Linked DNA regions of Mus musculus: all the other regions are linked to region 4. Evidence: chromatin contacts called from public HiCAR-type, HiChIP or PLAC-seq, Micro-C and promoter capture Hi-C data. All regions are on one chromosome and are shown on one strand. Each heading gives the region's core, a stretch centred on a gene start, on an enhancer-like site or on the middle of the called end of the contact. The rest is flanking DNA. Distances are from core to core; before and after follow the strand shown. Region 1 holds the start of Tomm20l (translocase of outer mitochondrial membrane 20-like). Region 2 holds the start of Trim9 (tripartite motif-containing 9). Region 3 has its middle 9.9 kb from the start of Gm32219. Region 4 holds the start of Frmd6 (FERM domain containing 6). Region 5 has its middle 27 kb from the start of Gm32219.

What was found. Hi-C and Micro-C count contacts between places; a contact is called where the count stands out from the background. HiCAR-type assays count read pairs that join an accessible place to other places. HiChIP or PLAC-seq counts read pairs in DNA pulled down with a chosen protein or histone mark. Capture Hi-C pulls out chosen DNA fragments and counts their contacts.
Region 1: a promoter capture Hi-C map of liver shows a contact between it and region 4. The contact joins the promoter of Tomm20l here to the promoter of Frmd6 in region 4. A contact is called at or near these places in 2 of 39 promoter capture datasets (liver and pre-B cells) and 1 of 9 other capture datasets (liver).
Region 2: a Micro-C map of embryonic stem cells shows a contact between it and region 4, with 9 times the contacts expected there. The contact joins the promoter of Trim9 here to the promoter of Frmd6 in region 4. A contact is called at or near these places in 11 of 39 promoter capture datasets (the HPC-7 cell line, cranial neural crest, embryonic stem cells and 6 more), 6 of 484 Hi-C or Micro-C datasets (cerebral cortex, embryonic stem cells and nephron progenitors) and 3 of 115 datasets of contacts at active chromatin or transcription factors (astrocytes, embryonic stem cells and stem cell-derived neural progenitor cells).
Region 3: an H3K27ac HiChIP or PLAC-seq map of embryonic stem cells shows a contact between it and region 4, with 7 read pairs. The contact joins the enhancer-like site here to the promoter of Frmd6 in region 4. A contact is called at or near these places in 12 of 39 promoter capture datasets (the C10 cell line, cranial neural crest, embryonic stem cells and 5 more), 7 of 484 Hi-C or Micro-C datasets (the C2C12 cell line, the HL-1 cell line, cranial neural crest and 3 more), 19 of 115 datasets of contacts at active chromatin or transcription factors (acute myeloid leukemia, craniofacial prominence, embryonic basal ganglia and 14 more) and 2 of 9 other capture datasets (adipose tissue and embryonic stem cells).
Region 5: a HiCAR-type map of astrocytes shows a contact between it and region 4, with 2.2 times the contacts expected there. The contact joins the enhancer-like site here to the promoter of Frmd6 in region 4. A contact is called at or near these places in 4 of 39 promoter capture datasets (the C10 cell line, cranial neural crest, embryonic stem cells and 1 more), 1 of 15 datasets of contacts at CTCF or cohesin (the NIH/3T3 cell line), 5 of 484 Hi-C or Micro-C datasets (the N1E-115 cell line, nephron progenitors and uterus) and 20 of 115 datasets of contacts at active chromatin or transcription factors (the NIH/3T3 cell line, astrocytes, cardiomyocytes and 14 more).

Annotation. Positions count from the first base shown.
Region 1 is chr12:71,108,375-71,112,943 of GRCm38.p6, reverse strand. Tomm20l (translocase of outer mitochondrial membrane 20-like) reads right to left here and starts at 1,516. Exons shown (of 5, transcript NM_029227.1): 1 at 1,364-1,516; 2 at 1,195-1,238. The coding sequence starts at 1,499. Gm32906 (a long non-coding RNA gene) reads left to right here. Exons shown (of 3, transcript XR_381662.3): 3 at 1,251-2,193.
Region 2 is chr12:70,344,554-70,349,017 of GRCm38.p6, reverse strand. Trim9 (tripartite motif-containing 9) reads left to right here and starts at 1,404. Exons shown (of 14, transcript NM_001286388.1): 1 at 1,404-2,671. The coding sequence starts at 1,850.
Region 3 is chr12:70,523,670-70,527,825 of GRCm38.p6, reverse strand. No RefSeq gene overlaps it. Among named protein-coding and RNA genes, the nearest start is that of Gm32219, 9.9 kb to the left of the region's middle. Within about 2 kb of position 2,900, at least 23 of the 459 cell types and tissues checked have an H3K27ac peak or open chromatin away from gene starts, as enhancers often do. A contact at or near this core is called in the C2C12 cell line and the HL-1 cell line, where this site is marked.
Region 4 is chr12:70,822,977-70,827,496 of GRCm38.p6, reverse strand. It overlaps Frmd6 (FERM domain containing 6), which reads right to left and starts at 1,983. Exons shown (of 14, transcript NM_028127.3): 1 at 1,924-1,983.
Region 5 is chr12:70,560,845-70,565,386 of GRCm38.p6, reverse strand. No RefSeq gene overlaps it. Among named protein-coding and RNA genes, the nearest start is that of Gm32219, 27 kb to the right of the region's middle. Within about 2 kb of position 1,761, at least 1 of the 459 cell types and tissues checked has an H3K27ac peak or open chromatin away from gene starts, as enhancers often do. A contact at or near this core is called in astrocytes, where this site is marked.

The DNA of each region.
Region 1 (4,569 bases), core at 267-2,766, 290 kb before region 4:
ATAATAGGACCTTAAGTAGGCACAAGCTGATCACCTGAAAGATGGGAAGGTGAGAGTTCTCATGCGCTTTTAGGCTCATGTGAGTTAACAAAAGCTGGACCAATAGCCAAGATGACCGAATCCTCTTTAAAAATAACTAATAAGGGAGAGGGCTGAAGAGGGTGGCTTGGTAGTCAGGAACACTGGTTGCTCTTCCTGAGGACCAAGGTTCAATTCCCGGCATCTGTACCGCAGCTCACAACTTTCTTAGCTCCAGTCCCAGGCGATCAGATGCTCTCTTCTGACCCCTAAATGCTACCATTGATAGCCACATATGGCTGGGAAAACATCCATACACACTAGAATAAGAGGCAGTTTTTAAAAGTGACTAATACAGACAGTATTAATTCATCAGGTTAAAAAGCACTTTCCAGCAAACCTGACCCCCTGAGTTAGACACATGGGACCAGCGACAGAAGTGACTGGACCTCACAAGTTGTCCTCTGACCATCACATATGGGCCATCTTCCTCCTCTGTCTAAAAAATAATAATCACCATCAAAACCCAACTAGTCAATCATAATCTATGTTGGCCTGGGGGGCCTAGGCATCCTGTGAGGATATGAGAAGGACCAAGTTTCTCTTCTTTCTTCTAAGTTAAAAAAAAAAAAAAGAGTGCCCGTCCCTACCACATGTAATTTACAGATGCCTTTCTCTCTCTAACAGTGTTCTCTTTGGCCCAGGCTAACCTTGAACTCCCTCCTGTCTCAGCCTCCCAAGCGATGATTCTGCACACTGAGTATCAAGCCCTGTTTATACTTAAAAACAAAACATAAACAATAAGAAAAACTTTTTTTTTAAATGTGTATGGGTGTTTTGCCAGCATGTATGTCTGCAACCATGTGCATCTCTGTCGCTTCCTGGAGGACAGAAGAGGGTGACAGATCCCTTGGGATTGGAGTTACAGATGGTTGTGAGCTACCCTGTGGGTGCTGGCAATCAAACCTGAGTCCTCTGAAAGAGCAGCCAACCCTCTTGGCCGCTGAGCCATCCCACCAGATCTTCATAATGTGTCCTTACCAGACCCACTTTTCCTTTCTTTCCTTCCCCTTTATAATTAGAAGGTTAAAACTTTATAAAGCAGGTGTGCCACACTGGCAGGCCTCTTCTCCCTGGGCTTCTAGAAGGTTCCTTGGCGGGTCTGCTGCACCTCACCTGCCTGGCGGGCGCCTGGGCCTTGGGCTGTCCAGCTCTTCTCTCTGCAAACACAGGCACGAGCTGGCTGGGAAAGCCAGGTAGCATGGACACGGGTGACCGGGGCACCGGTTTGGGAACCAGCCCGGGCTTGGCCGCCCTCCCTCCCGCCGACCGCACTGGCACTCACTGTCCTGCAGGCGGCGGCGGAATGCGGGGTCTCGGTGCCGCCTCCAGTCCAGGTAGACGCAGTAGCTGAGTAGGACGACCGCGCCGCCCGCTGCCAAGCCCGCCAGGAGACCGACGCCAAGACGGACGCTGGGCATTGGGTTGCCCTGCGAGCGTTGGGCACGGGCCAGCCACACGTGAGCAAACCCCGGGTCCCGAACCCAGGACTCGGGAATTCTGAGCCTTCTCCAGCCTGACAAGACCATTTCCTGTGGCCAGGGCATGCAGTGTCCTTGGGTCGCCTGGATTTCCCTTGCACTTCAATTGGCCCCACGTTATCTCAACTTAGCCCTGGTCAGGCTGGCCAGCCTCCTCCTGTAGGTCCCCAGAACACTCACAATCCAAGTTCTCCACCCACCATAACTCAGGAGAGGGAAAGGAATCGGAAGTAATAATATAGAAGAAAAGCAAACAAAATCATTTTGCCGGTGCTTTTCCCTTTATGTTTGTTTTATTCAGCAAACACAACAAAAGAATACACAGATTTTGTCTCAAAGATCATAAAGGCATTACAAAGCTAAACCTTGTTGTTTTCGTCGTTGTTTTTCAGAGACAGGTTTTCTCTGTAGCAGTGGCTGTCCTGGAACTCACTCTGTAAACCAGGCTGGCCTAGCCTCTGCCTCCCTGAGCACTGATGCTGGGATTAAATTCGTTTGTAATTTACATGTATGGCTGTTTGCCTGTAGGTGTATATCCATGTGTGATGGGCATGCTCAATGCCTACAAAAGAAGGTGTCTGGTCCCTGGAACTGGAGTTACTGACAGTTGTGAACAACCATGTGTACACTGGTAAACCCTTGCCCTCTACAAGAGCAACAAATGCTCTAAACCACCAAGCCATCTCTCCTAGGCCTGTTTTAATTCTTTACTTTGTTTGTTTGCTTGCTTGCTTGTTTTTGTTGAGACAGGGTTTCTCTGTGTAGCCCTGGCTGTCCTGGAGCTCACTCTGTAGACCAGGCTGGCCTGGAACTCAGAAATCCACCTGCCTCTGCCTCCCCAAGTGCTGGGATTCAAGGCGTGCGCCACCACCACCCAGTCTGCTTTAATTTTCAACCGTCCATGTAGCTCATGGTGGCCTGAAACTCTCCATCCTCCTGCCTCAGTTCCAAAGTCCTTAAATAGTTTTTGTTGTGCATTATTCAACTGTACTTACTAATTCACTGTTAACTACCATTATTGTCATAGCAAGGCACCCTATCTGCCCTGAATACCAGTGAGATTAAGAAGTCCCTGTCCTTGGTCTTAGACGTAGTGAAAGTTACACACTGCTTTCCTGAATAGTGCATGTTCTTCCTATGATAACTAAAGTCTTCTATTTGCAAAAGTTTATTATAAAAACAAAAACTGGCTGTCATTACAGGACAACGTCATGGTCTGTTGTAGCTGGGACTGTTGTGTGACAACATTTTCCCTGGGGAGACAACACACACATTTCCTCACCTCAGGTAGAAGTCCTACAACTGACCTAAGTACAAACACCACCGAAATCCAACTTGGTGAACCAGTGAGTTTTTATTGGAGTTACAGGAGTCGGGGTTCGGGGCCAAAGGAGCAGGAATGACTCAGAGACATCTGCATCCCCACAGCCCACTCCAGCACGGGTGACAGCCCACAAAGCAGGGGACCTGGAGCATACTGCACAGCCTGCAGGCAGCTCACCAGGGGGGAGTGGCCTTTCCAGGTGACTCAGTTGGTCTGAACTTCCAGGCATGTCTTCTCTGTAGCTCAGCTTCCTTCTATCTGAGGGAGTCCCAGTTTTTGTGTTGCTGACTGTGGCAGGGAGAGGCATAGTGAATCTGGGCTTCCAAACGGAAGGTCCTCATGTTTGCACAGCAAAGTACTTTACCTACTGAGGCACTTCCCCAGTCCCCCTGGGGGGACTGGCTTTTGATTGAGTGATGTAGCCAGCTCCAAATGGTGCTTGTTAAGGCTGGCTGGAACTTCTACCACCACGAGCCTGCCTACAGTATATTGTGGTCCTTCCCTTTCACGATCTCCAGGGTGAGTCTCTAGGGTAAGAGAAAGGACTGGGGCCTGAGACATGTGTTCGGGTGGGAAGGGAACAGTGCTAAAGAAAGGATGGACAACTACCAAAGAAATGAGATATAAACAGTGTCATTTAAGTTAAAATTACCACAGATCATGAAGAAAATGGTCAAAAAAATTCAGGCAAGTCTCTGTGGTAAACGTGGAGATTTCATCTTAGATGCCGAGACCACTCCTGCTAATTTGGTGCGGGTAAGCCCCTATGAAGCTTTATCACATTCATTTACATTTTCAAACTAAGATTGTATCAACCCTCCTAATGCTGCGACCCTTTAATACCAACCATAAAATCATTGTCTTCCTTTTTTTCTTCCTTTTTTTTTTTTCTTACCAAAGCAAATTATTTTCATTGTTACATTGTAACTGTAATTTTGTGACTGTTACCACTCAACCAAAGCTTGGTTCTACACTAAATAACTGACTCTTTTTTTGTGTGTTTTGTTTTGATTTGGTTTGGTTTTTTTTTTTTTTTTTTGAGACAGGGTTTCTCTGTATAGCCCTGGCTGTCCTGGAACTCACTTTGTAGACCAGGCTGGCCTTGAACTCAGAAATCTGCCTGCCTCTACCTCCCAAGTGCTGGGATTAAAAGCATGCGCCACCACGCCTGGCAATAACTGACTCTTAATCAACTCTAAGAAAATGGCTGATACACAATAAATTCCATAATAAAGTATACAACCGGGGCTGGAGAGATGGCTCAGCAGTTAGGAGAACTGACTGTTCTTCCTAAAGGTCCTAAGTTCAAATCCCAGCAACCACATGGTGGCTCACAACCATCCGTAATGAGATCTGACGCCCTCTTCTGGTGCAGCTGAAGACAGCTACAGTGTACTTAATGATAAAAAATAAATCTTAAAAAAAAAAAATAAAGTATACAACCAGGTAAGCTCTGACATCATATACAACCTGAAATGACCACCAAAACAGAGATCAGTGATAATATCCACCATGCACAGTGTGCTACCTCCTTCAGTCCTAATCTTGGTAATTTGTGTCTTCCTCTAGTTCAGCGGTTCTCAGTCTGTGGATAGCATTGGAAAATACGAAATATTTACATTAGGATGGATGTCAATAGCAAAATTAGTTATGAAGCAACAATGAAAAATAATTTTAGGGCTGGCA
Region 2 (4,464 bases), core at 155-2,654, 480 kb after region 4:
GAAAGGATTGTAACATACACGGGCATGGATGCCCCTTTCTTCTTAAGAATTAACTACTTAACATGAGCAAAGTGTCTTTGGACTAATAGTCTATATATCCTGCACTAATATAGATGATGCCCCAATCAAATCTTAAGAAACACTTTGCCTATAAACAGACTGCATATAACATTAGCAGCTCCGGTCTCAACTAATTAAAATGTGGGTTAGGAATAAACCCTGTAGGATCTGTGACTAACATAGTTTTAAATAACAATGTGAATTTTCCTCCCACACAACCAATGATCAACTACTGTAATCATTGTGCTAAAAAATATATTTGCAAGATAATTCAATTTATTTGTACTATTTCTCCAAAATCAAGATTATAGAAAGTACTTCTTTTCTCTGGGAAAAAAAAAAGTGCTTTTAAATTATAAAGTAAGCTATGAATAATTGTTATCTTCTGGAAATTGAAAATTTGGAAGATCCCACGAACTTGAAAACCATTTTTGTCACTTGCTTCATGAATCACTCGGAAAATTAACTATGTATGCTCCCAAGATAAATTACTTCCTTGGAATGTCACTAGATTCAAAGATTCTCCCCCATTGAGTAGCAGGCTGATATCTTTATTCAAAGATTCTATCATTGTCATCATTTCAAGGGTTATACAGGCAAGAGGCAGGACTTATTATCTCTAGCACCGTTTGGGGGAAAGAGAAATCGGTTAGAATATAAGGGCTATCACTGGATCCCTCGTTATCTTACAGAAGCAGAAATAATATCCCACCCCTCTTCTGGAATTTATGGTAGATGCTAAGGGCATGTGACATTGGATAATATTGTTTGGAATCTTCAGTACCATAGCGATTCGTTCACATAGCTAGTTAACAACCGATAAACACTCAGAAATACACAAACACTGCCTGACTCAACTCAACTAACCTTCCTGGGGCCTCTCGAAAACTGGGGGATGGAGCTTCGGGAGGTTGGGGAGGGTGAGAGGTACCTTTGCTCCAAGGCGTAGGGCCTCCGCACATTTAAAGCATGTAGCGATGGTGGCACAGCTTTTGGGGGAATGCTGAGCCTTTGCCTCGGGTAGGGAAAAAGCTACCAGGGATGCAGAAAGGGGACACTGCAGCCATGGCACACCACCATCTTCCCTAAACACCAGAGATGCGGGCGCTCCAGCTGCTTCTGAGGGTTGGAGAAAAGCCCAAAAGGCTCCAGGAAGGCTCGGGGGAGGTGCTGGCTCTACGCCAGCAGCGGAAGGAGAAGGGGTGGGTCGGCATGCAGACCAAAGCTGGAAGGCAAGCGCCAAGCGCTGGCGACAGGCAGCAGCAGCCCACTCGCGACCGGGAGGGGTTCTCACGCCCCCTGCTCCGGGGTGACTGCACCCGAGCTCAGAAGGAAGCGTGGAGGGGGGTAGGAAAGGATGAATCATCCCGCCCCACTTCTTCTCGGCTTGCGCCAGCCCCCTCCTAAAATCCCGCAGCAGCCAGCAGGCGATGCCGGGGCTCCAGCTCCGACTCATAGAGCCCTCAGCGACCTGCAGAGGAGAGGAGACGGACAAGGCGGGAGGCCAATAAGAAAGCAGCTCTCACGGCCACCGTCCGATGAGCCTCCGCTCCCTGGCGGGGCGGGGCTAGCAGTGGGAAGGGGGCGGACCCGGGCTGGCGCGCAGCGCGGAGGCTCGGTGGCTCACAGAGAGAGCGCATCCTGGGGAGTCGGCGCCTAGGCGACCGGGGAAGGCGCCACCACCGCCGCCGCTGGCCAAGGTGCTGGCCACCACAGGCCCATCGGCTGCTTCGCCAGGTCAGGCCCCCTCCGCCGCAGCCGCTGCTGCCTCGCTTCCAGCCAGGTCCCCATGGAAGAGATGGAAGAAGAGTTAAAATGCCCTGTGTGTGGCTCCTTCTATCGGGAGCCCATCATCTTGCCCTGCTCTCACAATTTATGTCAGGCGTGCGCCCGCAACATCCTGGTGCAGACCCCGGAGTCCGAGTCCCCCCAGAGCCGCCGGGCCTCGGGCTCTGGGGTTTCTGACTATGATTATCTGGACCTGGACAAGATGAGCCTGTACAGCGAGGCGGACAGCGGCTATGGCTCCTACGGAGGTTTCGCCAGCGCCCCCACTACCCCGTGCCAGAAGTCGCCCAACGGCGTCCGCGTTTTCCCCCCTGCTATGCCGCCACCGCCCACCCACCTGTCACCGGCTTTGGCCCCTGTGCCCCGCAATTCCTGCATCACCTGCCCCCAGTGCCACCGCAGCCTCATTCTGGATGACCGGGGGCTCCGCGGTTTCCCCAAGAACCGCGTCCTGGAAGGGGTCATCGACCGCTACCAACAGAGCAAAGCCGCGGCCCTCAAGTGCCAGCTCTGCGAGAAGGCGCCCAAGGAAGCCACGGTCATGTGTGAACAGTGCGATGTCTTCTACTGCGACCCTTGCCGTCTGCGCTGCCACCCGCCCCGGGGTCCCCTAGCCAAACACCGTCTGGTGCCCCCGGCCCAGGGCCGCGTCAGCCGGCGGCTGAGCCCGCGCAAGGTCTCCACCTGCACAGACCACGAGCTGGAGAACCACAGCATGTACTGCGTGCAATGCAAGATGCCCGTGTGCTACCAGTGCCTAGAGGAGGGCAAACACTCCAGCCACGAAGTCAAGGCTTTGGGGGCTATGTGGAAATTGCACAAGGTGAGTCCTATGCAACCCACCCCTGACTCCCCGCGCCCTAGGGTCCTCCAGATTTGCAGCACTCGGTCCCTCCTAGGGTGACAGCGCATCCCAGTGGGGGCGCAGTGCAAGTGCCTTCGGCGTCTGCCTTGAGATCTGGTGCATTGCAGGAGGCTCAGGGGACGTTTGAGGCGACGCAGGGAAGTTGAAGGTCTCCAGAGAGTGGTTGTAGGAATACCTTAGCACGGGTCTCCCTTCCCATGCATTCTGCCTGTGAGCTGGGCCTAAGATGCCCCCTCTTTAGTCTGCAGCCTATCTATGGTCGCCACCACCATAGGGCAAAGCCTACTTGGTTTGACGGAGGCTCGCGGGTGGCAGAGGCCTCCGGGCATGCGCCTCTACAGGGTGGGCTGAGGGCTTGGGAGACTAGGGCAGGTCGGGGCAGTGGGGTTGGGTAGACCTCAGGGGGCTATCTCAGCAAAGGAGACAGAAGCCCTGATGCACAGCGGGGGCGGGGAGAGACTCCGTGGCTGGAATACTGATGAGTTGGCTCTGAGCTGGACCTGACTCTGCTGAAAGAGAAGCAGGTCTGGGTGCCCAGAACTCCTGTGGTCCTATGGCATACAGTCTAGGCCTTAACCCTCGAGGGTGGGGACCTAAGGCTGAAGCAGAAGGACCAGAGTTTTCTGAGCGGTCGCGTACTAAAACCATCCTTCTCTCCAAACCTTTATTCCACCAGGGTTCAAACCTTTTCCCTTTCAGTAGCTGCGTGTACAAACTTTGAGACACCTGTTAGCAGAATTCCCTTTTGGGTCCCCTTTGATAGGGTCTCTCCCCGGGCTACCGAGAAAGAATGCTATTGACATGTTGTCTTGGGACTCCTCTACTCTGATGGCTTCGTGTGATTCTCAGACCATTCTTAGAACATTCTAGCAAAGCCTACTTGACGTGTTCCTCTTGTCCTCTTCCGCTGATTGACCCTGACTCTCTGCTTCTGTGTTTCTTGCTGTTCCTCAGCCAACCCCCGGGACCTTCCCTTGGCCTAAGCCTTTACATTTGTGTGTTCTTTCCCGAGATTCTCTTCCCCAGTGCCTAGACAGGGCAACCCTCCCTTATCTCATTAACTTTGTTCAGACGTGTTAAGCCCAGATGGAGACTGCAATGACCATTTGATGACCACATGCTTCAGACAGTCCTTTGTTCCCCGTTTTATTTTTCTCAGTAGTATTTATCACCATGATAACATGCACATGCTAATTATGCTGGCTTTGTACTTATCTATTGCTCCTTCCCCCACACGTACAAAACAAGATAAGCTTTGTGAGGAAAGAGCTCTTTTTTATTATTAGATATTTTCTTCATTTACATTTCAAATGTTATCCCGAAAGTCCCCTATACCCACCCCTCTCCTGCTGCCCTGCTCCCCTACCCACCCACTCACTCCTGCTTCCTGGCCCTGGCATTCCCCTGTACTGGGGGCATATAATGTTCGCAAGACCAAGAGCCTCTCCTCCCAATGTTGGCCGACTAGGCAATCTTCTACTACATATGCAGCTAGAGACACGAGTTCTGGGGGGGGGGGGGTACTGGTTAGTTCATATTGTTGTTCCACCTATAGGGTTGCAGACCCCTTCAGCTCCTTGGGTACTTTCTCTAGCTCCTTCATTGGGGACCCTGTGTTCCATCCAATAGATGACTGTGAGCATCCACTGAAAGAGCTCTTTTTAATAACATGTTTATGCTGCTTAGAAGGAAGGAGACCACTTTGCAGAGATGTGCTTTAAGTCAACTTTACTTTTCAAGTATACCATTTG
Region 3 (4,156 bases), core at 1,651-4,150, 300 kb after region 4:
TTCCAGAGAACATTCCAGAAGGTTCACGTTGAACTGTCCTCTACCTGACTCCAAGCACTGTCTAAGCAGCTTGCTTTTAGCTCCACATCTCTTGGCTAATTATCTCCCCTTTCCATTTTTACCTTATTTTACTCCTTACTTTCATAGCTGTGGAAATACTTTATCTCTCCCTCTACAGTCTTGGCTCCCTGTGAACAGAATTCTGTGTCTTTTTCCACTTTTGCCTCCTCTGCTGAATAGTTTTATATCAAGTTGACCCAAGCTAAAGTCCTCTAAGAGGAGAAAATACCAGTTTAGAAAATGCCTCCATAAGATTGGACTGTAGGCAAGCCTGTAGGGCATCGGTGATTGATGCAGAAGGGCCCACCCAGCCCATTGTGGGTGTGGGTCCTTCCCTGGGCTGGTGGTCCTGGGTTCTATAAGAAAGCAGACGGAACAAGTCAGTAAGCAGCACCCCTCCATGGCCTCTGCAGTACCTCATGCCTCCAGGTTCCTACCCTGTTTGAGTTCCTGTCCTGGCTTCTTTCAATGATGGACTACAATGAAGAAGGGTAAGACAGGTAAACCCTTTCCTCTCCAACTTGCTTTCGGTCAGAGTGTTTCATCACAGCAACAGTAACCCTAACTAAGACACATCCTTAATGCATCCATCAGGACAGACACATTGGGACTAAAGCTTCCAGTTTTAGGATGGGCATTTCCTTCTCAAGCAGTGTGTCTAGAGTGCACTAGAAGAGGAGATTTGGTCATTGCGTTTTCTCAAGGACACGGGTTGAGACTTCATCCTGACACCTTCTTCCCTGATCAAAACAACAGTGGGAAGGAAATGTCAGAAACAACATGCAAGTCACATGGCTATACTTTGACAGGGGCAAATGCAAGCCTGATGCATACACTCAAAGAGAAACCAGGAACACATTGCACTGTATTGACGGTTCACATTCAGTTCTCTGCTTGGCTCTGGGATCCTACAATGGTTGATTACTAGCATCTCTCAGAAGTCCATGTAATAAAGTCTTGGGCACCAGGCTAGCATTGTTGGGATAATGTGAAGGGTATCTGAGTTATTGAGTGCACCCCAGGTCTGTTTGTGGATCTGCACAGTTGTTTTACTGAAGTTGTGGGTTGAAGATGACAGAGGCTGCTGGCTGAAAATGAGGGAAGTATTGGTACAATGTATTTGTACTTCCAAATTTCAGCTTCTCCTTCAAAATCTGGAAAGGAAGCCCGTCAAGAGAGATCATGTTAAATAAAGTATTAACTTGAACACCTGCTTTTGTGCAGAAACAGCTACCAATGTATTTCCATCCTGACCCGGTCAACAGTTCTGCCAATTACTTGAATGACTACAGATGTTGACACGTTAAAAACATTAGCAGACTACATGAAGCTGGAACTGAGTTGTTGGCGTGTGTAATTTAGGTGATGGAGTTATGATCCAAAGCTGGAGTCATGGATTGGAATAATGAGTTCACTCTAAACGATCAACGTGCAGCATTTGGATCTAAAGGTAAATTGCACAATCTTGGGATGGTAGAACCTCCAATAACAGCATGTATAAAAAGTCTCCATGTTTCTCTATTGACACGAATTGCTATTAGTCAACCGTGGGATACAGCAGCCAACTGAGTTAAAGAAATGCCAATCTGTCCATATGAGAACCTGCTGTGGGGCATGGCACGGAGCTCACGGACTTTTTGTCCAGCAGTGTGCAAAGCTATGAGCTCAGTTTGGTGTGTTACTTGAGTATCTAGTCAGAAGAGCCTGGCCAGAGGAGAATAATAGGATTGTTAATAGAACAAGAACATCCAAGGAGCAGGTGGAGGGGCTGAGACAAAGTAACTCGGAGGATAGAGACCAGACTGGGGAATGTGGAGTGGACTGTGGAGTGCAGTCTTTGGGTAGCCACATCTATGGGGTAGAGGAGGAAGAAACTTGTGTTGAAGAAGGCAGAACAGGAGAAAGCATGTAGGGATGTTGACTTTAACTCACAGTGGAGAAGAAAATCTGGTGAAAGTTAAGTCTCTTGTAGAGTTTGTCAAAAAGAGATTTGCAACAACAAAAAGTAGACTTACCAATGCTCCCAGTTTATCCAAGATTCAGGGAATTTTTCTAAGACTTGGGATTTTGAGTAGTTATACCAGAATAATCCCAAGCAGACCTGTATAAACTATCTGTCTGATCAAAATTTTGCTTTAATTGCCCTACTCTCTGAGAGCTTCTATGATTTCTAAAAAAGAAAGAAATGCTTTTCCCCAGAAAAGTCTCAGACAAAGATATAATCCACAGACAGTGTTTTTGGCTCCAATCCAGGCTAATTTAATCACACAGGACTTTTTAATGTTCCTTAAGTGCTTGTCCCACATCGGTGTCTGAGCTGGGAGGTCACCGCTGGTGGAGTCATTACCTCCAATTGTATCAAACAATCAGGTGAACACTTCCTTCCCTGCTAAAGTCATCCATTAACATTAATGAGGTTTAAAAAAAAGAAAACGGAAAAAAAAAACCCAAATGCTGTACTTTTCATAAGAAGTCACAATGGATGATGTCTTGATTGTTCAAATTACTGCTCTAAAGAGGAGGTGAACCTGAGAGCTGTCGGTCAGATGGTTCTGTCACAGTGAAGTTTCATGTGGATTGTACACAACCAAAGAACTCTTTGTGCTCAATGTGTCCTTTGGAAACTCGGCTCTGTTCTCTTTTAATCACCCATTATATTTGTAATTCTGCTCTGAACTTACTAAACCAAACTGCAACCCTGTAGGTCTGCTCATTCTCGAAGGCTCAGGGTTTGTGTATTTAGAACAAGGCCTTCACAGGGAGGCTTTGTCCCTTGGAGTTCTTCCTGGTGGCAGGCCACCTTCCCTTTCTAGTGGCTCAACCTTAGGGAAACCATGAGATACTCTCGCCGGGGTTTGCCAACTTCCTCAAGCCTTTCCCATAACACAGTTGATAAAGCCATGTGAATAGAGTCCTTTGAAAAGCAAGGAGCAGCTGCTTGTGCAATCTAGCTTTCCATCTCTTACAAAACAAATACAAGAGAAAGCTGGTGGGATGGTAGAGTGGGTAGGGTTGCTCACCCACAGACCTCTCTCTCACGTACATACACACACACACACACACACACACACACACAGAGAGAGAGAGAGAGACAGACAGACAGAGAGAGAGAGAGAGAGAGAGAGAGAGCATAAGATGAATAAATATAGGAAACGTTTTTTTAAATCTCTAAGACACCCAATTTATAGCCAGGAAAGATCTATTTAGAAACTTGTGGTTTCAGAGTTTTCAAACCACAGAAGAATATGGTGCAGCCCTTGAGAAGACATACCTATTACTGGATCTACAACCTCCCTCACTGTGCCCATAAACATTGCTCTGGAACATGAGACTGAACACGGGACTCTGATTTTTCTGCCCTGCCATTCAAAATGGTTTACAATGGAAGCCAGAAATGAGAACATTTTAATACATACTGAACTTTTCATCCAAAATCCCTTTGAAACTTGTTATTGACCCAGTGGTAAATATTGGAAATTCGTTGTTCAAGTTCAGAAAGGCTCATCAAAGATAAATAGCATGTATTCCCAACCACGATAGTAATCCTTACTTTGTCTTGCAAAATTCCAGTCCCGTTTAAACTCTCCTGGGAACTGCTGGCCTTTTTCTGGGTTTGCATCTGAAATTGTCAAAGGGATAAAGGTGGAGTCCCTCTTCGAAAACGACTGGTTACTTCTCTCCATATTTAGTTTCTCCCACATGCACTATCTCACATCCTTCAGAAAGAAGGAATGTGATTTGATCTCCTTACCATTTCCCATGATCAGGATGAAGGTGGTTGATCATAGAATGGAAATCTATTATCCAGGGTGAAGGTACAAACTAGAATCGAGAACTATGTGCTTCTGGTGGTAAAAGAATGTGAGGAGACATAACATGTGGGAACTGTGCTCTAATGCCAGGAACAGAAGAAGGTAATCAGAGCCTGGGGGATTGAAAAGATTTCAAGGGACTATGGCAGATAAGACATAGAACACTTTGTTTTGCCTTGGCACAGGCTGCCACATAGACGGCTAGGCAAACAGAAACCCATCAGGCGCACACAGGCACATGCCAGAACACATGAACATGAGCAGGCAAGGATACTCATGTAGAC
Region 4 (4,520 bases), core at 734-3,233:
CCCCTGCTAACCCCAAAAAGGAAGCGATGGGAAAGTCAGAAGATTTGCCTGGCTCAAAATGTTTTGAGCCCTGCAAGAGCTGTGACTGTGTCAGATCGCAGGTATTTCTGTAAGCCACTCAAAGCTGGTAGGTGGGCGGGGAAAGGGGGGGTAGTTCTTATTACAGTCAGTCTGCTTTCTGGAGAAGATATCCTGCAGATAACTTGATATAGGATATCCCCGGGGGGACCCTCGCCATCCAATAATCTACCAGAGGTCTCCTTTACTATAAAATATTAAGTGAGTATGTTTATAAACATACCCTCCCCTTAAAACCCTCACATTTCCATGTCAACCACCTCCAGTTGTGGAGTATTCTCATTTTTAACGTAAAACTATAATTTCTCAAAACCACACCCAAGGAAAATGATTAGGTGCTAGAAGTTTTACTACAAAGGACCGAAGCAAAAGGCATCTGTTTTCCTGCTCCATTCTGCTCTCTTCCCCTCCCCCACTCTCCATCCTGCAAGCCATTTGTAGGTCTTGGCTGTTACAACTTTCTACAGCACTCTCAATGCTCTAGATTCGGGATAAGAGAAAACAAACAAACAAAAACTCTTTTTGTCCTTTCAACAAAGTCGGGCCTAAATTTATGCTCTGTTCTTAAGAAAACTCAAAAGTCACAGGCCTTTTAAATGACAGATGTATTACGGAAAATTTTCCCCACAGAGTTTTTGATGCTGTGAAATATCAACTCCCTGAAACCACAGAAAGGAAATGACTTACATTCTTGGAAAATGAAGCCACTAGCAGTTTTCTCCAAAAGCATTCTCTAATCCCCAAACTACACACTGTGGCAACAGTGGGTATTTCGTGCAAAAACTAAATGTAGGTGGATGCTTCGAAGACCGGTAAACAAACACCACTCGGTCCAAAGAAAGGGGGGAATCATGCGTGGAAAATCTGGCAAGGTACGCTTTCCCTTCCACGTTCAAACGCGCCGAGAATCCTTGCACAAGTTTTCCTTCCTCGCAGTGGGCACTACACAGCTCCCGGGGTGCAATGCTAGCAAAACAGACTGGCCGCTTATATAAATAAATAAACAAATCCCCCAAAGGTGTAAGGGGGCCACTGAGCCAGAATTTCTTCCGACACTAGCCACACAACTGTACGGTCTGAAAATTGTTCCAGCTTTTATCTCAACTTTAAATGTGCTTGCTTTGACAGCTTTCCATCCATTCCTGCCTTTAAGAAAGCGCTCCACCATCAGGCTAAGCCATTCTAGAACTCCAAGTGTTGTTTAAATCCTGTAGACTTCACTTGGGTGGCCCCGAGCTGTCCACATCCCCGCTTTCCCGGAGGGGAGGCTAGTGGTCTCCTTTACCTGGTCGTGTTAAGTTCCTCCAGAAACCAAAATTCTGCAGGCCGCACCCGGGACTCGTGTGTCCCCAAGGCCCCCTTCAGGGTTTCCCACACTAGGCACTGGCGGGGATACCGGACAGACGCGCTGGGGTGCCTTCCCGAAGTGGGCTGTCCGGCCTGCGCGCACAACAGGCAATACCGCACATCGCTCGGGTACGCGGGACTCACGGCTCGTCCCAGCTAGTTACGGACGGGGCGCTACAGGCAGGCACCCCTCGAGCCAGAGTCTCGGAGATCGGGGCGCAGGAACGCAGAGCCCAGCCCCCTAGCTCCGCGCTTCCCTCGCGGCCGAGGCTGCCCGGGGGCCCCGGGCCTCCCGCCCCGGCGTGGGCGAGCTCCAACTCGCGGAGAGGCGACCTGCCCGCCCGGTGCCCGACGCCCAGAGCCCCGTGAGAAAGAAGAAAGACGCCGAGAGCGGCAAAGCCGGGAATCGCACTTTAGACCAGCAGGGGGCACAGCGGCGGCCAGGGCGCGCCGTCCCAGAAAGGGGGCCAGCAGGCCGGCGCCCGCTCCCGCGCGTACCTCCAAAGTCGACAGCGCCAGGCTTCCGACTCACAACCGGCGTCTGCTCCAGCGGCGCCGAGCCTACTCGCAGCTCCCAGCACTCCTGCTGCCGCCAGACCAACGCTGCAGCTGCCCCGCCCCCCGCCCACGCCTTCCGCTCCGCCCCCTCGAGTTCACGCCCACGGCCCGCCCGAGACACGCCCTCCCTGCTCGAGGCCCCGCCCCGCCCCAAATTGAAGGCGGAGACCGAGCAGCGGAAGAAGCAGAGAGCTGGGGTGATCGCGGCTGCACGTGGAGCGCTGCCCCCCCCCGCCCCGCCCCGCTCCGCCCCGGACCCAACCAAGAGTCCTGCGGAGGGGTGAAGAGACCCAGGGACCAGGGGACGCGGGTGACATCGGATAACCGAGTCGGGCTCAAGTGGGTTATATAGAGTGAGATATGCTTTGCATGCCTTTCCCAAAGGGACAGAGGCTTCGGTGCGAGGGTAATAGACTGTCCGCCCTCCCCTCCTTCGGAATGGTCCCCTTCTCCGCTCATGCCCCCCCCCCCCCCATCCTCCCGCACACCCTAGTCCCTAGCCTCTCCCTCACAGGCCTAGACGGGTTACCTGGGGGTGGTTGTTTTACGTGAGCTGCGGCTTAATAAATCTGAACTGGGGCGGCCCCTGCGAGAAGAGGAGATTTCGTGATTCCTCTATCCCCCTCCCGTCAGGCGCCCACTTCGACCTCACGGTTTTTATCCTGCATGTGGGCTGTGAGTGCCGCCTAAGCCCATCCGCCCCCGCTCAGTCTGTCTCCCCAGGTTGAAACAGCCGCTGCCTGTGGCCCTCAAAATGATGTGTACCCTTGGTGAAGGTTGCCGGCTTGGCTGTGAGCAGTGCAAAAGACAGCCCTAGAAGATTTCAATAACCCCAAAGATCCCAAGAGGAATGGAGGGTTCTTTGCTCCTTTTGGTAGTCGGGTAAAGAAGCGAAGTCCACTTGTTTGTGCTGCACCTATCTGGACCTGCTTAGGTGTCTAGCAGCTTAAGTGTGTGTGTGTGGTGGGGGCACTGCCACCCACAGTTACAAGCTTCTAAGTGTTTTGTGGATGGTGCTGCTCCAGTGAGGAGAATCTGAGATTCTAGCTTTTTCATGTAGGTGCAGACACCTGAGGAAGAACACTTGATACCCCATAGAAGCTGTATTTGAAATAGCTGATTGCTGTGATTAAACACCAAACCAAACCAAAGCGTTTATTTCTGCACACAGCTCTCAAGTCACACTGCGTCGCTGAGGGAAATCAAGACAAGAACTCAATGCAGAAACCCGGCATGGCCGTGGAAAAGTGTTTCTTACCGGCCAGGCTCAGCTTGCTTCTTTATGTATGTAGGACCACCAAGCCAGGGACTGTAGCCCCTCTCCCTTCCATGTGAGCTGGGCCCTTTGACATCAATCATCAATTAGAAAATTCACCAAAGGCCAGTGTGGTTGGGGGCAGGTCTCAAGAGTTGAAGTTCCCTCTTCCCAAATAATCTAGCTTGTGTCAAATTGACATAAAAACTAGCCAGCCAGCCTGGTGGGCCATGGTGGCGCAGACCTTTAATCCCAACCCACAGGAGGCAGAGATGGGCAGGTGGATCTCTGAGTTTGAGGCCAGCCTGGTCTACAGAGTGAGTTCCAGGACAGCCAGGACTACACAGAGAAACCTTGTCTTGGAAACAAAACAAAACAAACAAAAGACTCCAAAACAACTATCCAGCAGACCTTTCAATTGCCTTTCCATTTTGGAGACCGTGAATAGTAAGTTGTTGCTGGCTTCCACAAGTGTGAGCACGTACAAAAAAAGATATTTTTCTCTCTTTTTATATTTACTCCGGATGAGTGCAAATTGGGTATTAATTGGTAATCAACTGCTGTCTAATGAGATAAACCAGCATACAAACAAGAAACATAGTACTATTTTGGAAAAAAGTTTCCTAAATCTGACTTATTTTCAGGTTTCATATATGAGAATCTAGCAGAGAAAAAAACCCCAGCATATTGTTAGACTGTGAAACATAACTGTGATTATAAAGCAATTAGGTAACCCAAAGAGCAAAGTATCTTATGGAGCTTTTTTTAAAAAAAGAAAGTGTGAGATCAGACTTATTGTCCAGGGCTAGATTGTGGTAAAATTTACTATGTGAAATTTTTTTTTTCTGAATTGTAATGGTCATATTAACAGTGTGAAGACCACAATAATCACTCTTACATGATATATTTTTGTAAACCATTTCAAGCTATCTAAGTTGGTTTTATAAACTTTATAAAATGCCCCTTGGAAGCAGCATGCAGCCAACTAAAGGGGACTGAGAAAGGATGTGTTTCTTATCACAGGATGGGCTCTTAATGTGCTCCTTACAATGAAGAATGCAGCAGGTCTGTATGTGGTCTGGTTTTATCCTCTGACGATGGGATCTAGTTTATTTTCGCTGGTCCGATGAGATGTTTCTCTGAAGTGGAATACTTCACCAAGTGATGCATCCGTGCACATCTTCAATGATTACTTTTTCAGAAGCACTTACATATCATCATTTTTCGCGTTGTTTTTCTTTGGCTCTAGTCCATGGGTGTATTAAGTACTCCCAACAATGGA
Region 5 (4,542 bases), core at 512-3,011, 260 kb after region 4:
TTTCTGATTCCCTGACTTTAATGACAACTCTTGCAGGCCAAACAGTCAAGAGTTATTTCCAAGTCCATTCTGTGTATCAACTTGGCTCAGACCTCTTTCTCCCTACAGAAACAGTGAAGCATCTCGAGTCATGCAAGCTAAAAAGGAGACCCCAACACTTACAGCCATGCACCGTAAACAGGTTGAATAACAGAATGAACGAACTCATTCCTTAATGTTCCTCAGGCCAGCGCTGAATACCCAGAGGCATTGAGTAAATTTTCTCTGCACAAGAATATTAAGCTGTTCTGTAATTTTTATTTTAAAATGTTATTTTTAAAGACCCTCTTAATCTCTCAATCCAAACCAAAAAAAAAGTTATATCTTTTTTGTTTACTTGTTTATTTTGTGATTGTTGTTATGGGGAACATATGTATGGGTGTGTGCACTTTTGTGTGCGTGCCCATGGATAAAGAGGTCATAGGTCAACCCAGGTGTTGTTCCTCAGGAGTCGTCCACCTTGTTCTTTTGAGACAGACTCTCTCACAGGAATCTGGAACTACATGATTAGGCTGGCTGGCTGGCAAACTCCAGCACAATCCTCCTGTTGCTGTCTTTCCAGTGTTGGGATTATAAGCACAAGCCATCACGCCCAGCTTTTAATGTAAGTGCTGGGGATAGAACTCAGGACTCCTCACGCTTGTGGGCCAAGTGCAGTTCCCACTTAGCTACCTTCCCAGTTCTGACTCTGCAAAGGTATGTGTGAGAGTCCTCTTAATCCCTCATGCTTGCTGCCCACCCAGCCACATCTGGCCAACTGAGGCCCTTGTCACTGAGGTTTCCATCCTCTAGCCCACAGTTTCTCAGCCCTCTTGGAGGAGTCCAGTGGCCCTTTCACAGGGGTAACCTAAGACCACCAGAAAACACAGATATCTGCATTATGGGTCATGGGGGGAGAAAGGCAAGAATAGAGATCAATCCGGCTACCCTAAACAAGATACCTCACTGTTTGCTGAGCAGTGCCCCCGATGTCTGGATGTGTTTTCTGTGCCAGAGTGGAGCTGTGAACTGCAAAGGCATCCTCTTTACAGATGACAAAACTGAGCAGGAGAGAGGCCGAGTCATGCCCAGGTCACACAGCTAGCAAAGAGCCAAGCTGGGATTCAGACTGTTTGAGTGACCTCAGAGTTCGAGTCATTTCTTTATGTTGTATCTTGACTCTCCGGCCTTTGATAGAACCCCCAAAAATGTATGTCTTGGAACATACTACTCGGAGCTCTTCCCCCACCTCCTTTTTAGCTTCTCATTGCAAAATAAAACTCATACAAAGAAAATCAAACAAAGCACAGCTTAGTGATGTGTTACAAGGAGAACCCTCCCCCTTCCCCATCACCCTCAAAACACCATGTGGTATCCTATTCTGGTAAATGCCCTCCACTCCTAACAAAACTCCCCACCACTCTGACTTCCAAAGTGCAATATGCTCATCGTTTCTTATGCTCTTGGAACATAAAGGTGCATCCCTAACACGAGAGTATTTATCTGATCGTAGTGTTGACCTGTCTCTTAAGCACCTCCTGTTCAAAAGGTTCCCTTTCTTAATACTTACTGGGCATTCGACCTTCTGCCCCTGCTGGTTGCAAGGCCTGGCACAAATCACCATGCTTTCTGCCTTCCCGATTTCCTCAAATAGGAGCTGGTGAGTCTTGTTTGGGCTTTGGCAAGACTCTGGGTGGTGATTTGACCTCTCATCCCAAGCCAGGGAATGTCTGGTAGTTTCTTTCTTTCTCATGAGAGCGGGTGTGGATGCACTATGCCAAGACGTGTTCATTCAGACTGGAGTACAAGACAGTGTGGGAGCCAGTCCTTTCATTCCCATCTCACTGATTAGTTATTCTATTGGAACATGCTCATAAAAAAGGGCTTTTCCTTAAAACACACACTGGGAAACCATAACATACAAGCAAAAGACCAGTGAGACATTAAAAAAAAAAGCCATATAAGACAAAAAGTCTACAGAAATACCATTGAGCTTTTTTTGTGTTGACCATTTACTGCTGGAATAGGGTCTTCTCTTAAGTATGGTTAGTATACCTGGTAAGACGTCGTTAGTTTTTTTGTTTTTTCTTTGTTTTGTTTTGTCTTTTCCTTTTCTGTCTTTCTTTTTTTCTTTTATTCTGTTTTTACTATAGTTGTCTGTTTGCTTTATAAAGAGACAGAGAAAGGACATGGATTTAGGGTGGATGGGCAGGGTCTGGGAGGGGTTAGTGGAGGAGAAACTGTGATCAGAATATATTATATAAGATTGTTTGTCAACAAAAATGCTAAAAAAAAAATAAGGTTTCCTTGTTTGTCGTTACTTAGTAGGACAAACACCTATGAAAAGTAGACCAAATATTTTGTTCTTTTCATTTATCTATGATTTCCCCCAAAATCAGCCGAATCCCTTTATCTTCTGAAGAGATCACTTTTTAACATTGAGTCATTCATTAGCATCTGCAGAGGACTGGCTCCAGGAGCACCCATGGGTACCAGAATCCGCAGATGCTCAAGTCCCTTAAGGGAAATGCAAGGCCATGGCACACAAGCTGTGCACATTCTCGGAACTACTTCAGATCGTGGTATTACAGCCCTGATGCAAACAGGGTGCTGGGTAAATGGCCACTCCCTTGCATCATTTACGGAGTGAGTTCAAGAAATAAAGCATGGCTGGGCAGTGGTGGCACATGCCTTTAATCCTAGCACTTGGGAGGCAGAGGCAGGCGGATTTCTGAGTTCGAGGCTAGCTTGGTCTATAGAGTGAGTTCCAGGCTACCCTGTCTCGAAAACCCAAAATAAATAAATAAATAAAAAGCATGGCAGGTGCAAGTTGTTTCTTCTTCGTTCTTTTTAATCCACAGCTAATTGAATCCACAGATATGAATCACAGATAGAGGACCAAATGTCCCTTTATGAAAAAATTTCAAATTAATTGATGAGATTCAAATAATTGCAATTATTCTTCTCAAAACTCAAACTTTCCCTTCTTTGGTCAGTGGGCATCTCTTCGAGTCAACTCCGGATGTTTCTGATGTGATCTTGTGGTTCCTAAAAGTTTCCCTGAATAGCTACCAGGACAAAATAAGAAACATCTTGTACATTTCACATCCCAAACCAAGAAATGTCTATTGTTCTAGCATCCTTTAGGGAGAACTGGCACCTCAGGATCACATCTTTATGCTTAGGGATGCCATGACCCCTGAATTGGTTATTGCTTTTGAGCCTTGTTGATAAATGGAGCCAGAAAATCCAGGCATGCACACCATACACAACCAATATGCACATACTACATGCCTTTTGCATGTATGCTACATCTAAAACAAAGGAATTTTATTTGGATGATACATTTGTGCTCACTGCTAGTCTAGAGTCCCATGAGCACAGTCCACTATTTGACATGCAGTGGACCGTCGTAATGTTTTAAAAGGCTTAGGGAGAAAGGAAAATAATTCTTCAATTCCATTAGAAAATCAGTCTATGACTCCCTTTAGTGTTCTCTCTCTCCTCCCTCTCCCTCCCTTCCTCCCCTTCCCTTCTTCCATCTCTCCCTTCCTCCCATTTTAGTTAAGAAGTCCTCCCATTTTAGTTAAGAAGTGTCTGCTATGAAGATACCATATTTAATAGTCCATTTTGACTTTCCGAAAAACATCACCAAATAATCATTATGTATGCGTGTGTGTGTGTGTGTGTGTGTTCATGCGTGTGTGTGCATGCGTGTGTGTGTGTGTGTGTGGTCGGGAGGTTCTGCTGGAGACACGGGCTGCTTCTCAGAAGAAAAGCCAGCCCACCCACACTTTGCCCTTACACTGAAAGCTGGCTACTTGCATGTCCAGACTGAAGAATGTTCTGCACAGATCAATAACAATGCACCTCTTCATGAAGGGAATTAACAAGTATGACCGTGAATCCTAATTTTGGCTGAAATAATAGGCTATAAAAGAAGTAGAAGGGGTTTGGAGGAGCACTAGATTAGGAACGATAAGAAGCAGGAACATGGGACGGCTTCTGTAAGAGGAGTCAACTTCTCTTTCACATTAATGGTAGCTGAAGAAAGACTGCTTTAAGACAATGTGCTCAGGTTAGCAGGCCCAGCGTCTAAGCACCACATGGCACAGTTCATGCAGAAGTCTTGCATGCTGCAATGCACTATGCAAGCAAAACCAACTATATGATTATTAGATTTTATTTAATTAAATTCAAAACCTCTTCTTTTATGATTCTCTTAGTCAAGCCTGTGTGCCCTTGCACGTCCTTTTCAAATGAAAGGCACAGGGATTTGAGAGCACCCAGGCTGACTGCCTCAGTGTGCTCACAGGGACAACAAGAGAATGACTGTGATCATCATTATCTTCATAAAAGAACGAGCTGGAGGTTGAAATGGGGCCAGCCTCCCAGACTTCCCACCAAGAGAAAGCACAGGCCCAATCCTCATAGACACACAAGTGCATACATGCCCTTCGTTGTTTACTGGAATTCAGGCCACAGGGAGTTTAAATAGAGAGGCAGCCGGTCTCCAGAAAGTTC